Linked DNA regions of Zea mays: region 1 is linked to region 2. A link is a contact called in public Hi-C data. All regions are on one chromosome and are shown on one strand. Each heading gives the region's core, a stretch centred on a gene start, on an enhancer-like site or on the middle of the called end of the contact. The rest is flanking DNA. Distances are from core to core; before and after follow the strand shown. Region 1 holds the start of dsy2 (desynaptic2). Region 2 has its middle 96 kb from the start of LOC100283672.

Region 1 (2,700 bases), core at 26-2,525, 99 kb before region 2:
TTGGCTTTTCTAAGTACATAGATTTTGCTATGCATCTAGATATATGCTATGTCTAAATACATGGCAAAAGCTATCTACCAAGAAAAGCTATAACGACTTATAATCTAGAATGTAGAGTACAAAATGGGGATAACCAGAGCTGAAAAGCTTAAATTAATAATCAGTGCACCCTACAAGGGTACAACATAGAAGAGGAAATTGCTACTCACTTTATGGATGTTTGGCAGCTCAACTTCCATTGGGGCAGCTACAGATATAACAATAATTTACAAAATTAACTACAGGTGAACCTGACAAATTGGGAAACAACTGCATGAAATAAGACTCTGAAAGCATCTTGTGTGATTAAATCAAGCTTCACAAATCACAGTCAAGTAAACGTCACTAATAAAACATGGGAAGAGGGATAGATTCAGCAGCAAAGTGCAGCAATATGAGCAACAGAGAAAAAAAAGATGTAAAAAAATAAGCATACTTCCTGCACATCAGCATTAACATAGGTGGATCATCAATGAATCTTGACTAACCAGGGAAATTAAAGCAGACAAATATCAAAGCAATATAACCATCAAATCCATAAACTAAAGCATAGAAATGACGCCTGAGGGAAATTAAAAGTAAACACTGTACATTGTCACAGAACCACTCAACCACACCATATGCATTTACCAAATCAACAAACTTATTAGCATTTATGGCATAGACCAGTGCATTGGGATACATTTCCACTCCAAGCTGATTTTGTTTTTTTTTCACTCGAATAACTGCTCTTGGTCCAAATTATGCAAATCACATATCACAGCTAGATTTGACCTGACCTCTGCAGTAAGACCAGAGATTCTTACTAGACCATTTCACACTACCCACGAGCATTAAAAGCATAGAAGCCCTTACCTACTCGGTGAAATAATTGACTAGTCCCTTACAAGCATATATTACAGTAGCATACCACAATAACGTAGCTGTATGAGGTAGCAGCGCACAGTGATCGTCTTCCTCAACCACGATCCACAGGGTGGAGACACTCTAATAATTATAGCAGGAAAATCGAATGTAGTAGCAATAATAGACGCATACAGTTTTAACTAGATCAGATTCGAATGTGAGTATCCAAATATCTTAAGTTAGGGTTCGGGTGCCCGGTTTCTCACTCCAGGAAGGGGCGAGACGGGGTGCACATACCTGGTTGGCTCCCGTCGCCTGAGAAAGGATCGGCGAAGTCCTAGAGAGGGGACGGACGAAGACCTGGGCACGTAAATTAGGGCGGCGGGCGGCGAGGTTGATCGCCTAGTTGCCGTCGCGAACGAGCGGGCGAGCGAGGGAAGAGAGCGCGCGCGCACTCGGGGTGAATGTCGGGAGAAAAGACAGGGAGTGAAGTCAGTGACTGACCGATCCCTAGAATTTTGCCTGGGCCTGGAATGGGCCCGAAAGCTGCCTTCTCTTAATCCCGTCAGCATGCCTATGCCCAGAAAACTGAAACTAATTGTCTCGTTAAAACGTATCCTCCCAGCCTCCCAGGGTACGCCGTACTTTTTTCAGCTACACTGTTCATAGGTATACATGTATAATTGTATATTCACATCTATAAACAATTAACACATGTAGCTAAACTCTATTTTTATAAACAATGAACCGAATTAACCCTTGTATCAAATAGAATGTTAGGATTGGGATGGAGGGTGCCCGGCAGGGATGAAAACATATACTTATTTGAATATTATCATCATCATTATTATTATAGATTGTGAATAAATAGGATATTCACATTCTTGTTTTTACCATAAACTTCAAATTTATCATATATTTTCTCAAATGATAGATATAGAATTCGGATCAAGATAAAGATTTGGTTATTTTTCACTCTTTTATTGTAAGGAGTAAATAATACATAAAACGATTTATACAAAATTTTGTTCTTATTTATAATAATGTGCTTGATAATATATTATATATAGGTATTATATTTCTTAAAACACTTTGGATATCCACCCTCATTCTAGATGCCTCGAAAGTCTCCTTGATGACTAAGAACTATCATTTGGTTGATACAAGGTTCGACGCATAAGATCCACGTCTGAAGCATGGACGTATCAATAATTCAATATGGACACCCATGGTACGCAGGATGGAAACAAGCATACTGCATACATACGTATCCTTATCATTCTCATGAAACATCAATTTGCATCAGCTAAATCTTTCTCCCTAACCTTCCCATACAAGTTCGATCGGCAGATCTCCTGCAAACCGCGTGTAAAAAAAAACTAACGTGCGCCAGCATTCGAACCATTCGCATACATAAACCGATACGTGCGCCAGCATTTCAAACGAACGCTAGGATCATAGGTTGAACTGCGTGCCAGCTAGGGGCTAAATCTGCCGACTGCCGTACGGAGCCTCGATACTCTCCAAAGTGGGAGTGGATTAAGCACATGCACGCAACTTGCAAATAGATCGAGAGGCCTTTCCAATTATAGCATAATACTACATCGATCAATCGAAACAGATGCTAAGCATCTCTTCCTGACCCAAAATTACACGGTACTACGTACTATTAGTAGAACTGGTCGCCCCAGCAAACAAACGCAGCAGCAGTACACGCTAGCCTGCTAATTTAACCATGGCTAGCCCAAAACGGCATGTGATCGCCAACTAGGAGCTCGCCGCTCCAGCAAACACGTAGGCGCGCATGCAGCATGG
Region 2 (2,936 bases), core at 146-2,645:
CCATTAACCGAGACAGACATAGTAGTCACCTTCGTTAATCATTGATTAACGAAGGCCTTACGTCGGTTGTAAGAGCATCTCCAACAGCTCCCAAAACATCTAATCCTAAATTATATTGTTGGGAAAAAAGCAAAAACAAGTATCCAACAGCTCCCTACTCCATCTCCCTATACCGCCGCAGGCGTAAAACATCACCTTCACCGCGAATGTATTCGCCGAGCGTTGTCCTCCCAATCTTTCCTTTTCTCCTTGTTCTCGTTCGAGAAATCAGCTTCTCCCGGCTCCTTGCCATCGCGCGAAGAAATCCATCATCGCTCGCCCGGCTCCTCGCCGCCACATTAGGGCTTGTTCGGTTATTCCCAAAACATATGGATTGGGTGGGATTGGAAAAAATTGAGAAGAAGTTTGACTTGTTTAGGATTCAAACCCATCCAATCCCGCTCAATCCACATGGATTGAGAGCTAACCGAACAAGCCCTTACGAGGCGTTGGCGCGGGAATGGAGCTCCCCGACCTTGCGGCCATGGCCATGGGTATGGGATAATGATGCTGCTCATGAGCACCACAGCGGCGACGGTGACCAAGGCGCGAGAGAGCTCATACCTACTGGCGCTGGCAGCCAACCTCCGTCATCAAGCAGCGGTGGAACCTGCAAAGGCTCTTCAGCCCCGGCGGATGCCGTCCTCGCACACTGCGCTGCCCACCTCTCTCACCGCCTCCGTCGCGTTCTGGGATCATTTTGTTCTTGCATTTATTCCTGTCACCAATCCATGACCTGCGTTTCTGTAGACGTCAGACCATCCTTCACTTGCAGTAGAGTCCTCCCCAACCAGTGTTCCATGGGAATTAGACGTGAAGGAACCGTAACAAGAATGAAAAGCTCTGGGTCAAAGAGCAATTGCACCTTGCGCTCTGCTTTTTTGCTTTCTTCCAATGTTTTGGAGGCATTCATTTGGGAAATCTTGCTTTCGTTGAGTCTCGTTGAGCTAGTTTCACAATCTGAGAGAAAACGTTTTCATACTCTTGCTGACGGACAGAGCAAAAGGAGCCAAACAGGAGATGACGGAAGGAAAGAGAAGAGATGCAGGAGTAGTTACAATGTTTTTTGGGAGATATATAGGAATCTGTTGGAGAATGGTTTTTATTTGGATCTAAAATGTTGTTAGGGAGCTTCCAATCTGAAGGTATTAGAAGCTAATAAATCAGGAGCTATTGGAGATGCTCTAATGCCCGTCTCCTAAAGTAGTTTTTGCCCGCCACTATTAATCGTTATTATAGTAGTGCGGCGCCAACAGATCCGGGCATCCGGCGGTAGTTGATTCGGCTGCGGTGGCTCGTCGTTCTCGCAACGCGAAGTTTGTGGGCCGCATAATTGACGGCCGGACTGTACTGGATCACCAGATGATCGGCCGAGACGGCCATCTGTGGACATGAGAAGCAAGCTGGTGGCCAAAACTAGGCCGATATAAAGAGAGGCCCAGAAAGGCAGTAACGATTACACATTTTGAGCAATTTCCACAATAAAAGCATATTATGCAACCAGCATAAATACATAGCCTGAAGGCATTCAACATTCATGTATGTTACATTTTTCACTCTTGCATATTATTTTGGAAGTTCCTAAATATTTTTATGACCTTAATATATTTTGTTTAGGTTTGTTGTGTCTTAATTTATACTACATCTGTTCTCGAATATTTCTCGTCCGCTACTTTATTTTTGAACTGAACCGTGATAAATAAAAAACGAAGAGAGTATCTTAGATTTTTCTTAGAATTGAAGAAGCCTAAAGATATTTTCATGTCTTTAAAACATTATAAGATATTTACCTTTTTTTAAAAAAGTATGAAACCGCTTCAATCTAAGTAAGAGAGCTAATTTAAATGGTTTTAATAGTTGAGCAGGTAGAATGTTTGGAGTTTGAAGTTCGAGGAGAAAATCAAACTATGGTGATAGTTCCACGAGATAAAATATTCACTGAAGTAAGAAGGTTGTTTTAAAACAGAATATTTTAAAAAGGTTCTCTCACCTCTATTTATGTCTTGATTGCACGGTTACACAAATATATATGGTTGCACCATATATTTATCGTGGTTTCGGAAACCGGGAGGATAATAGATTTGTGTTCGGTGAGGAAAGCAAGCACAGACTCACTCCTGAAAGCATCTAGGCCCCTGGTTGGTTTTAGTGATTAACTAGGTATGTGCCCGTGTGTTGCGACGGAACACAAATTGACGAGCCTCCAATAGCTAAAATATCATAGACTGTGAATAGGTGCATGAACTCTCTAGCCCGTGAATAGGTGCAAAAACTCCATTCAGACCAAGAAAGATCATCAATATCATAATTTATATCATTTGGCTGTTATATCTACAGAAATATATTGGCTAACCAGATAAAAAATCTTAGGTACTCGAATATCTTTATTTAAAGGTTGAACAAGAAACAAATAAAACAATAAGATTTGTTTTACAGATCAGATACTTGGATGCAATGTTTGATCTAACAAACTTTGTTGTCGAGGGTTGCCAAAGGACTGATGGTTGTTCTGGCTCCCAGTACACTTAATACATTCAAAAGAAGATTATACAATACTTCTGTAAGAATTATAGTTCAGACAACAACCAATGTACTCAGCCACACAAGAGCAGGTTTATGCGCTTCATATAAGGAAACGATCTCAAAAACATTGTTCACAAATATTCTTTGTACAAGCATGACCACAACACTTAGCAGCCTTCAGCTCGTTTTTAGCGGCTCATCCCAAAAAACAAGTGTCTAAATTGAAATTGTTGACAAAGCAGCAAAATACACCTTACTATCACAATTAATCTAACTAAGCAGTATGTAGACCCACCTCCCTCTAACTAACATGACAATGTAGTTTATTTACAGGCCATACCAGTTGATAATTCAAGTTACTTCCATAAGACAAT

Evidence for each region. Hi-C and Micro-C count contacts between places; a contact is called where the count stands out from the background.
Region 1: a Hi-C map of seedling shows a contact between it and region 2, with 6 times the contacts expected there. The contact joins the promoter of dsy2 here to the enhancer-like site in region 2. A contact is called at or near these places in 12 of 25 Hi-C or Micro-C datasets (bundle sheath, ear, leaf and 4 more) and 1 of 3 datasets of contacts at active chromatin or transcription factors (leaf).

Annotation. Positions count from the first base shown.
Region 1 is chr5:91,733,763-91,736,462 of Zm-B73-REFERENCE-NAM-5.0, reverse strand. It overlaps dsy2 (desynaptic2), which reads right to left and starts at 1,275. Exons shown (of 13, transcript NM_001319706.1): 1 at 1,183-1,275; 2 at 210-290. The coding sequence starts at 239. LOC103626702 (zinc finger protein CONSTANS-LIKE 3) reads right to left here. Exons shown (of 3, transcript XM_008647090.2): 3 at 2,444-2,700.
Region 2 is chr5:91,634,575-91,637,510 of Zm-B73-REFERENCE-NAM-5.0, reverse strand. No RefSeq gene overlaps it. Among protein-coding and RNA genes, the nearest start is that of LOC100283672, 96 kb to the right of the region's middle. Within about 2 kb of position 1,395, at least 15 of the 20 cell types and tissues checked have an H3K27ac peak or open chromatin away from gene starts, as enhancers often do. A contact at or near this core is called in ear, leaf, seedling and 1 more, where this site is marked.